Linked DNA regions of Gossypium hirsutum: region 2 is linked to region 1. A link is a contact called in public Hi-C data. All regions are on one chromosome and are shown on one strand. Each heading gives the region's core, a stretch centred on a gene start, on an enhancer-like site or on the middle of the called end of the contact. The rest is flanking DNA. Distances are from core to core; before and after follow the strand shown. Region 1 has its middle 33 kb from the start of LOC121212902. Region 2 holds the start of LOC107895182 (cytochrome P450 71D10).

What was found. Hi-C and Micro-C count contacts between places; a contact is called where the count stands out from the background.
Region 2: a contact with region 1 is called in a Hi-C map of leaf, with 2.9 times the contacts expected there. The contact joins the promoter of LOC107895182 here to the enhancer-like site in region 1. A contact is called at or near these places in 11 of 34 Hi-C or Micro-C datasets (anther, callus, hypocotyl and 2 more).

Annotation. Positions count from the first base shown.
Region 1 is chrA13:92,681,412-92,687,043 of Gossypium_hirsutum_v2.1, reverse strand. No RefSeq gene overlaps it. Among protein-coding and RNA genes, the nearest start is that of LOC121212902, 33 kb to the left of the region's middle. Within about 2 kb of position 1,838, at least 2 of the 9 cell types and tissues checked have an H3K27ac peak or open chromatin away from gene starts, as enhancers often do. A contact at or near this core is called in hypocotyl and leaf, where this site is marked.
Region 2 is chrA13:92,782,405-92,788,352 of Gossypium_hirsutum_v2.1, reverse strand. It overlaps LOC107895182 (cytochrome P450 71D10), which reads right to left and starts at 4,285. Exons shown (of 2, transcript XM_016820441.2): 1 at 3,288-4,285; 2 at 2,453-3,205. The coding sequence starts at 4,181. The coding sequence ends at 2,561.

The DNA.
Region 1 (5,632 bases), core at 589-3,088:
GACAAATAAATCTTTCTCCTCAAATTTTTAACAACCAACGCCAAAAAAAATTTTGGAAGGACGAAAACACTTCTTGTTGGAAAATATTTTAGTTTAGGTGGGGGCGCTTTCAACCCCATGGCTACCACCTCAACTACAGGAGGGATTTTTGTTTCTCTCTCCAAAATTGACATATTTTCCTAAATTTGAAAAAATTCAGCCTAATTCCCTAATTAACTTTTAAAATCAACAATTTTCTAATTAGCCCATTATTTTTTTATTTTATTTCAATAACTTCCCGTAATTTTGTGAAAAATATATGGCATTCAAAATTATTAAATTTCATCCTTTTGTAAACGAGTCACATCAATCTAATACACAGATCCAGTTGTCTCAACCTAGACTTATGCAAAGACATGTCTCCTGTAATTTAATTTTAACCAAAAAGATCCAAATCATATTGATACTGCTGGCCAAAATTAACTCAAGTATTAGTTCATTATTTTCAAAAACAAAAAAAAATCAATTTTTTCAGTTTCTTTCTTTCAAAAATCAAATTTCTTCTTTAAGTTATTACTAAAAGAGTAAACTATCAAAATAGTCATATTTATTTATTTCATATTACATTTTAGTCACTTATGTTTGAAATGTTACGTTTTAGTCACTAATGCGTTGTAATATTTTAGCCACTGAGCTGTTAATTGTCGTTAACAGTATAACGGTGAGTTAACCTGGCACGCTAAATCATCATTTCAAACAAAAAAATTAGGTTAAATTATATAATTGGTCCCCATATTTTTCCATTTTGAGAAAATTTTTTTCTTTTATGTTCTTTTAACTCTTTTTTTTCCATTATCTTCTGCTTCTCCTTTTTTTTTCCTCCCTTCTCTATCTTTATTTTCCACATAATTAACTCAAAGAAATGGGATTTCAAATATGAGGCATCTGCAAATTATTCCAAACAGTCAACTAAAGGTTACTTGTTAATGTGTAGCATTTAACCATACGATGGATTTAAGGGCTTGGTTGCACAAAAATCGTTTAAGGCAGCTTGTGAACGGCCATCGGAATATGGGGAAGGGAGAAGGAAATATAAAAAGAAAAAAAAGAAAAGTTAAAAGAACATAAAATAGATGGAAAAGAGAGAAAAACAGAGAGAGAAGCAGAAGGGAATGAAAAATAAAGAAAAAAAAAAGGAAAGTTAAAAGAACATAAAAGAAAAAAATTAAATTACTCAAAATGAAAAATACGGGAACCAATAATTTAACTTCAAATTTTTGTTTGAAATTATGATTTAATGTGCCACGTCAAATTATCATTAGACCATTAACGGCAATTAACTGCTTAGTGACTAAAATGTTACAACACGGTAGTATAAGTAACTAAAACGTAACATTTCAAACATAAGTGACTAAAATATAACTTAAGACAAATAAAAAAGATTATTTTAATAGTTTATTCTTACTCAAAATGGAGTTCTAAATATCCTTATTCTATTTTTTATCTAAATAATACAAAAATTAATTAAAAATATGAAGGGTAAACGACACCCCTTTTTTTAATATTATTTTATTTGTTTTTACTAAAACATTTTTTCTAATTGGTGACACACATTGGCGGCACAGTAAAAAAATACTCTATTTTCATAGTTAATCTACAATTTATCCTATATTCATAATTATTTTAATAAAAAACCCCTTATTTCAGATCATCATCAGCTTCCTTCTTTTTTCTTTTTTTTTTTCTTTTTTTAAATTTAATTTATGGCAGCAATCACAAGTGTAAGGAAATCTAAAGCTAGGAATTTAAGTCAAGTTGATTCCAGGGCCACGAAAATTACCTTTGATAGGAAGTCTTCACCAGCCTGCTCGTCCTGGTCTACCCCATCGTACCTTACGAGATTTGGCTACCAAACATGGCCCCATTATGCACCTGCAACTTGCTCTGGTCGGTTGTGTTAGATTTATAAAGTAAATCTGAAATAAAACTTAATAAATTAGAATTTATTATGTTAAATTATTAGAAATAAATCAAGAATAAAATAAAATTAGATGTTGAAGCGTACTTAAATCCATGAATTCCTTAAAGTTTTATCTGATTTTGGGAATTTGATCTTCCAAATTAACACACAAGAAATTCAGAGGATATTTGTTATCTCTTTCCTAAAAAAGAGATATTAGAAAAGATATCTTGTTGTGTAATTTGGGGACCATAACCCTAATATTTATAGCCTTGGCATATTAGTTCTAATTCCTAATTAGCCCATTATTAATTAGAATTTGATTAGAACTCAATTACTAGAGTATCTACACATATTTGACACATACTTTATTTAATAATTAAAGCACAATAGAACTTTAACTAAATTAGATCATTTTTAATCTAGGCTAACCTATCATGATAGTAAATAATAACATGTAATTCCCCTTATTATATATGTGATGTTTAGTCACGATCATAGAGAAATATTATGACATTTTGAGATGCTATTTAGCCTTCCATCCACACACAATCTCATCAGTTGATTTCTTTTTCTCTTTTCAAGCTCCAACGAAATTGGTTATAAAACTCAACTTTAGAAATTTCTTTTCAAGTTTTTGCCTGGTTTTAATATTATTTAAGGAAATAAATTGTTTTTTCTAATGAAATTGTAGAATGCACTTTCTAAAAGTACTTTCTTATAAAAGGCAAGCATTCGACTTAGCTCGTTAATTAAGAGGAATATTTCCTTCGTGATTAGATTCAAATTCTCTCCGCCTTTTTTACTTTCTTTTCATCGGCATCATCTTTAGAACCACAAAAGTAAATTCCTAACGCAAAAAAAAAAAAATTGACGAAATCTTATGAAATAACTACAAGTAATATAAAAGGTTGTTGTTAATGGGTATATCCCACATTAATGAAGTACAAGCTATGAAAGAAAGTTTTTATATAGCTTAACTTCATATTTTCATTGAATACTTGGGCTATAGGTTTGTTATATATATAGATTACTGTGTATCATATTACTTGTGTTTGTGTTAAAATGTATTGTACTTTTTGCTTTTTGTATTTTTCTTTCGCTGTTGGGACGAAAATAATGGAGCAGTTTCAGTGCATTTTTAACTTCTTTGTCCCTGCTTATTTACCGTTCTACCTTTTTGTTACTAGTATAAATAGATGGTTGATTTTTTTTATTTTTCACACTGAACAGAAATATAATCCTCTCTAGAAATATTTTTTTTCCTCTATTTTATGTATTTTCTTTAAATCTGTCAAGAGTTTAGGTTTTAATCAGGACTAACTATGACCCTTTTAAATTTTTTTTGAGATTTGATTATATGATCAATCAAAACGAATTCATTTCTAAAACAATAAACTTACCATGATACAGTAATTTCTAATTTCATTTTTTATTTTCAGTAAATGCTAAAAAATTGATTTACAATAAATTATTATCAACAATAACAGTAAGCACCCACAATGAATCTTTGGATTGACAATAATGGATATGTTATGGAAGCTTTCATGAGCTCTGGCCACCGCCCCCATCCTCTAATAATTTCTCTTCCAACTCCCAGTATATATCTTCATCCTGCCCCTTCCTATTTTCTTTTTTTCTTTTTTAATATTTGTTTATTCATGGATTAACAATACCCATTTTTTATTTTTTATTTTAAAATTTCTTTATAATATTTTGAATTTAAGATGAAAAATACTGAAGGCTAATTTTATAGTTATAAAATTTAATTGAAACAATATTTAAATATTCTTATTATGTTGGATTTTTGTAACTGCCATGTGAATTTTCTATCATCTCTTTAATGAAAATTAAATTTAAATAATCGCAGATGTGGCTTGATTGGCACCATTTATCGATTTGACTTCTGATCGAGAAACTAATGAATCAAAAATATAATGTAACTGGTCCTTTAGCTAATGCTAGTGCAGCGGTGCATCTCTTCAATGCAATTTGAAAACTTGCAAACATTTTTGGTCAGCAAAGTTGGAAGAAAATGAATAAATTGGTTGAATAGTGAGATGGTGTTTAATACACATTTGGGCTTAATTTTTCATTACAGTAAAAATTATTTTTGAGAAATTCTTTTAAAAAATTATTTGAAAAAAATATAATTTATTAATTTAAGAAATTTTTTTTTGTTATCAAAAAAAGGTTGCGGAAGTTAAAATATTTAATTTTAAATATGATGTTGAGAAGAAAAATAAATTAAATGATATTTAAATAATTTAATATACTAATATATCAAATATAAAAACCTTTTAGACAATTAATATAAAATTATTTTTATAGTTTAATTTAAACATATAAATCATATTAGAGAAAATTAAGATTTTTTATTAATTTACATGCTCATTGTTAAATGTTATTCTTTTTTCTTTAGGAAAAATGCTTAGTTAAAACTTAAAAAAAAATTGATTTTTATGGATTCATTCAATTGAAAAAGGGTATTTTAATATTTTTACATTTAAAAATAAAAAGGGTTATTTTTTCAGCTTTTATGGTTGGATCTAAAAGTTAGTTTAAAAATTACTTTTCATTCCAAATTCACCTTATTTTTCATTGTTTATTGAAACAAAAGGTCAACACAATGAAGAACAAGGCTTAAATCTCATAAGTCGATTTCTTTCCTCTTTTTTTGTCTTTCCAAGCCCGCAAAATTGGCTATAAAGGTCGATTTTAGAAGAAATTTTGAATTTTAAGTAGGTTTTAAAATTATTTGATCGTTGAAGAGATAAAATACTTTTTATAAGACACATTTTTTAAAAAAATACTTTTTTACAAAATGCATTTTTTACTTGAAAAGTACTTGGCTAGTTTGTTAAATGTGTGGTATTTCATTAGTGTGATCGTATTAAAATCCTCTCTCAAGCATTTTGTGTTTTTATTTTTAATTCATGTTGTTTTCAAGATTTTTTTTCTTATACTTTTACTTTTTTAATTAATACAATTTTTTTATTTATAGACTGAATATTAAATATGTAATTATATGATGAAAATATATTTTTTAATATATAATGCTAAATATAGTTTTTTTTTTAAAACATCAATTATTTATTTTAAAAATTAATATTTTTTAAAAATAAAATATATTGACTCGAGTATTTGAAGTGATAGTCTATGAGCCTAGAGAAATGCTCACTTCCTCTATCACTGCATTAGACACATAACTTATCTTATTTCTTGTCATGTTTGACCAAAATATTTTGATGATTTACTTGCATCTTTTTGAGGATATTATACAACCAATCTCGTGTTTCTTATTGGAGAAGAGATTGCATAAAACAAGAATATTTTTCAACGATTCTTATGTGGTCTACTTATTTTATATATTGAGATATTCAATTCGTAACAACCCGTTTTTTAATGGTGTCGAAAAACAATAGTTTCGAGACCACAATTTTGACGAGTGAACCCGTAAATATTATTATTTAATATTTATGAGTTAAATATGATATTATTGTGAATTTCGATTTTATAGATTTTATTAATTGGTCAATTAGTTAAGATACACGTGATTCATATCGAAAATCAGTGGTTTTCGAAAAAGAGGTTTCAAGACCTCATTTCCATAGAACGAGCCTATAAATTATATTATTGAATATTTATAGAGTTATTATAAGGGTGAATTGAGTTTTGGTTAAGTTTGCCAAA
Region 2 (5,948 bases), core at 3,036-5,535, 99 kb before region 1:
TTTACTTAAACCCTACCACTTTTCGGGTGGGACTTCGGACCGAGCAGCCTGACCCATGAACAAATCTAGTCCCCATGCTTTCGTGTCCGGTTTAAATTTAAGGATAAATTCTATAAATATCCATCCAACTATTAATTTTTTTTATTAAGTTATCTCTAATTTTTAAAATTTATAAAATAATCATTTAACTTATTATTTTATTTATTTTAGTCCAAAATCAGTAAATCACTAAACAGTGACATGGCTGTTAAGTATATGACATGGAATTTTAAAAATAAAATAAAAATATAAGTAATTTCTTTGTCATTTATTGAGATTTTTTACACTAATAATGTAAAAAATTATTTACTAAAATAGGCACACTACAAATTATATACAGATATAGAAAAATTCAACATTGCAAAGTAGGTGTTGTCGAAATGTCAGACAGCACTCCCCAAATTCCCCCCAATCATTCAGCTATCATTATATTTAAAAAGAAAATAATTTTTTGTACCGCCACTGCATCAGGCAGCACCAGTATGTATTTTATAAAAATACTCGAAAATAGTGTAAATAGAAAAAGTCAACATTGCACAGCAGGTGTTGTTGAAATGTCACGCAGCACTCCCCAAATTCCCCCCAATCATTCAGCTATCATTACATTTAAAAAGAAAATAATTTTTTGTACCGCCACTGTATCAGGCAGCACCGGTATGTATTTTATAAAAATTCAACATTGCACAACAGGTGTTGTCGAAATGTCAGGCAGCACTCCCCAAATTTTTTAATATATATATATTTAAATAACACTAAAATAGATGCAGCTTAACAAACAAATACCTTTAAAATAGTAACAAAATTAATAATAAAATAAGAGTTAGACAATATCAAAATAATAACAACAAAATAGTAGCAACATATTGTGAAATGGTAGCAAAATAGTGAAAAAATAATAAGAAAAGAGTAACAAAATAATAAAAAATAACAATAAAATTGTAAAAAAAAATCATTTTTGCTTAAACTCATTTTTCGGACCTATATTTTTACTTAAACCCTACCACTTTTCGGGTGGGACTTCGGACCGAGCAGCCTGACCCATGAACAAATCTAGTCCCCATGCTTTCGTGTCCGGTTTAAATTTAAGGATAAATTCTATAAATATCCATCCAACTATTAATTTTTTTTATTAAGTTATCTCTAATTTTTAAAATTTATAAAATAATCATTTAACTTATTATTTTATTTATTTTAGTCCAAAATCAGTAAATCACTAAACAGTGATGTGGCTGTTAAGTATATGACATGGAATTTTAAAAATAAAATAAAAATATAAGTAATTTCTTTGTCATTTATTGAGATTTTTTACACTAATAATGTAAAAAAATTATTTACTAAAATAGGCACACTACAAATTATATACAAATATAGAAAAATTCAACATTGCAAAGTAGGTGTTGTCGAAATGTCAGGCAGCACTCCCCAAATTCCCCCCAATCATTCAGCTATCATTATATTTAAAAAGAAAATAATTTTTTGTACCGCCACTGCATCAGGCAGCACCAGTATGTATTTTATAAAAATACTCGAAAATAGTGTAAATAGAAAAAGTCAACATTGCACAGCAGGTGTTGTTGAAATGTCACGCAGCACTCCCCAAATTCCCCCCAATCATTCAGCTATCATTACATTTAAAAAGAAAATAATTTTTTGTACCGCCACTGTATCAGGCAGCACCGGTATGTATTTTATAAAAATTCAACATTGCACAACAGGTGTTGTCGAAATGTCAGGCAGCACTCCCCAAATTTCCCCCAATCATTCAACTATCCTTACATTTAAAAAGAAAATAATTTTTTGTACTGCCACTGTATCAGGCAGCACCGGTATGTATTTTATAAAAATACTCGAAAATAGTGTAAATTTATGAAAATGTGAAATTAACTTTGAATTGGATTGATTCATGTTATTATGCATGTGAAATGATTATTTGATTGATGAATTGAATATGATGAATTATGAAACTGAAATATATTTGGAATTTAATTGTTGTTGCCCTATTAATTGTTCAGGAAAAGTTAAATATAATTAGCATGCCATAAGATAGATCAAGTAGATGTTATTTCGACTACGTGTCGATGAGTGCTGGGAACAATTTTTATTTCAGTATATAAGTTTTATTATTTCCAAAATTTATGTGCCAGATATATTATCTTATGTGTATATTATCTTATGTGTAATACCATATTAACTTATTTTTTCTGCATATTACTTACTAAAAATCCAATTAATGATTAACTATTATTACTTGTGTCAAGATTGAAATATCAAAATTAGAAAAGTACAGGGAATTAAAATGATCTAATTGAAGAATATGGATCAAATCTACATATGTAAATATAGTATAGGAATAATTAAATTTAACCAAACTGATTTAACTACTACTGTTTAGGTTTCGACTAAAAGTGACCAATTCGAAAAATTATAAAAACTAATATTTAATCAAGTTAAAATACAATAACTAAATACATAACTTTCACAAAGTAGAAGGACTAAGAGCAGAATTTAATCTATGATATGCCTAGACAAATATATCCTCCTTGTGCTTGTAGGAAACGATAATAGAAGCATGGTAAGGAGTAGGAACTAAGACTAGATCAGTTTTCCTCCTCACGGACAAGGCAAACTCCTCGGTCATATCTATATCTTCTTGCTTCGGCAACTTCCAATCAAAATGGAACAACAGTTGGGCAAGTGGTAGCTCTAGATTTGGCACTGCAAATAGCATGCCTGGACATATCCTTCTTCCAGCGCCAAATGGAATGAACTCAAAATTTGTTCCCAAGAAATCTACTGAACTGTTGATAAACCTTTCAGGCTCAAATTTTTCAGGCTGAGCCCAATGATTTGGATCTCTCCCAATTGCCCAGGCATTGATAATCACTCTGGTCTTGGAAGGTATCTCAAATCCATTAATCTCACAATTCTTGCCACATTCTCTTGGAAGCAATAAAGGTAAAATAGGGTGCAGTCTTAAGGTTTCTTTTATAACACACTTTAGATATTGAAGTTGATGAATGCCTGTTTCATCCACATTTCCTTTTCCTTGGAATACCTGCCTTACCTCTGCTTGTGCTTTTGTCATAACTCTTGGATTTTTAATCATTTCCGACAATGCCCATTCTACAGTTGATGCAGATGTCTCACTTCCGGCAGTGAAAATATCCTAAAACAAAATTATAAATAACATTATGGCCATAAAATTTTGACAACAATTACCAAATTCCAGTAAAAGATAATGGACTCACTAATATGATGGCTTTGACGCTATTATCAGTTAAAGGGAATTCGTCATCTTCCTGAAGCCTTAAAAGAAGATCAACCAGATCTTCCCTGTCATCTTTACTTCTGCCTCTTGCTCTACTTTCTTTGTGATCATTAACAATGCTCTGAAGAATCCTATCAGCTTCTGCATGAGTCTTTTCAACTCTATACTTCACACCCGAAGCAACATCCAGGAATTGAAGTGAAGGAAAAAATTCGGAAACAAAGAAACCAGAAACCAGCTTCGTTTGCTCCGCAGCAACTGATATGAAAGAATCTTGATATTTGCATTTCTTACCAAAGGCTGCCCTCGCTGTTATGCCATAAGTCATTGAAAAAACTTTCTGGCTCAGATTCACAGCCAACCCATCATTTGATTTTATGGTTTTGACGAGATTCAACACTTCCTCTTCTCTTATCGATCGGAAGGAGGCGACCCGAGACGCACTCAGAAGCTCCGATGTACAAATTTTTCGCAGATTTCTCCAATACTTTCCATATGGTGAAAAGACAATATCAGTGCATTCATAAGTTATAATCTTGGCCGCAAGAAGTAAAGGCCTAGAAGCAAAGACAATATCATGTGTTTTCATAATCTCTTCAGCCATTTCTGCAGAAGAAATGACCACAGTTGAAACTTGACTGAGTTGCAGGTGCATGACGGCGCCATATTTCGTAGCCAAGTCACGCAGGGTGCGATGGGGTAGAGTAGAATCAGCGAGCTGGTGCAGATTTCCGATCAAAGGTAATTTCCGTGGCCCTGGAATCAACCTTTGAGTTAAACTCCTAGCTTTAGATTTCCTCACGCTTCGAATTGCAATTAACAAAACAAGAAGAAAGCTGATGAATATATGGAATAAGGGTATTCCGAACTCCATTAGCACAAATAAGAGGAGCTTGATAAAACAAACAAGAAAAAGAAGTAAAACAAAAGAAAACACTGATGAGAAGCATCACCACACAATGTTACGATATTTATATCTGACTCAACTTCTAGAACCATCCAAATTGTAATTACTACTCCAAAACAGTTGAATTAGATTTTTTTAAATTTTTTATTTTTAATAAATTTTTAATTAGACTAATTAAATCAATAAATTGATAACCTAATTAATTCTATTACAAATCCAATTTAAAAAATATAGTGATTTGTATTAGCAATGCGATTTGCATTATTAGTTAAGATACAAATGTGTTTGGTTGGTTAAATGTTATGTTATAATTTATAATGCTACATACTGATGATTTAATAAATTTATATTTTCAATTATTATTAACAAATCATAATATAAAATATAATCTCATTCCTACACGTATTTAGATAATGGATGTAATCTTAAATTTTAAATAAATTTATTCTTTCATTATTTTGACTAGTGAGCGTATTACACGAATTTAATTATATATATCAATTAAAATATTATTTTATATAAAACGAAAACACTAATAAAATTTATAAAAGAAAGTTATTAATTTAAAAAAATATATATTGTATTATGAGGTTTTTTAAAAAAGTTAAAATTTAATATGAAAAATACTATTTTATAAAATAGAAACAAAAGGTTTATAGGGTAAATTATTAATGATTAATTAAGTATGAAAATTATAGGGTAATAAATAAAGAAGCAGTTTGGTAGAAAAAAAATTAGGATAATAATTAAAGAAGTATTTTGTAACTCAAACAACTAACTTATATAACTCAAACATCTAACTTATAATCTAACATTTTCATATATAATCCTGTTTCTTCTTTAATAATGATTAGTTTAATTTTTTCCTAAATAAAATGTAATTCTAATTTAAAATTTTTTATTTTTCCCTTAACAGTAAAACAAAAGTTTTGGTTATGGAGAAAATATAAAACAAGAGAAGTTATACTTTCAAATTATAATTATCATAATGATTTATTTAGTAATTTATTAATTATAATTATAAGTATAATGGTTTATCTGAATTTTAAATATAAAATAAAAATACAAGTAATTTCTGTCATTTATTAGGTTTTTTTTTACAAAAAAAAAATTATTTACCAGAAAAGGCACACTACTAATTATTCTATAATTTCGTGCCCCTGTTTGTACTTTGGTACCCCTGATTACACTTTCGTGCCCCTGTTTGTACTTTAATGCCCCTGATAGCACTCTCATGCCCCTGTTTGTACTTTTGTACCCCTGATTGCATTTAGGTGCCCCTGTTTGCACTTCGGTACCCATGATTGCACTTACATGCCCCTGTTTGTACTTTGGTACCCCTGATTGCACTTTCATGCCCTTTTTTATACTCCGGTAACTTTTAACCAAATATTATATGAATTGTACTTAATGGTATTTAGATTAAGTGTTATATTATGTCCTTACTAAGCTTTGTAAGCTTATCGATTTTTGTAGACTGTTGTGTAGATAACCATCGCTGACATTTTGAAAGGATCATTCAACTGACTCACACTATCCATTCAAGTTGGTAGTTTTTGTGACTCTTAGGTTAGTGGCATGTATATATATAGATGAATATAAGGTTAAAGGGCATATGATGTTTTGTATTGGTATTTTGGTATGTTTATGCTTTGAAAGTTATTGTTAGTTTGGTGTACTTTAATGCTTCACCAAGTATTGTCATTTTGGGCACTTCCAAATGCTTGTATATAA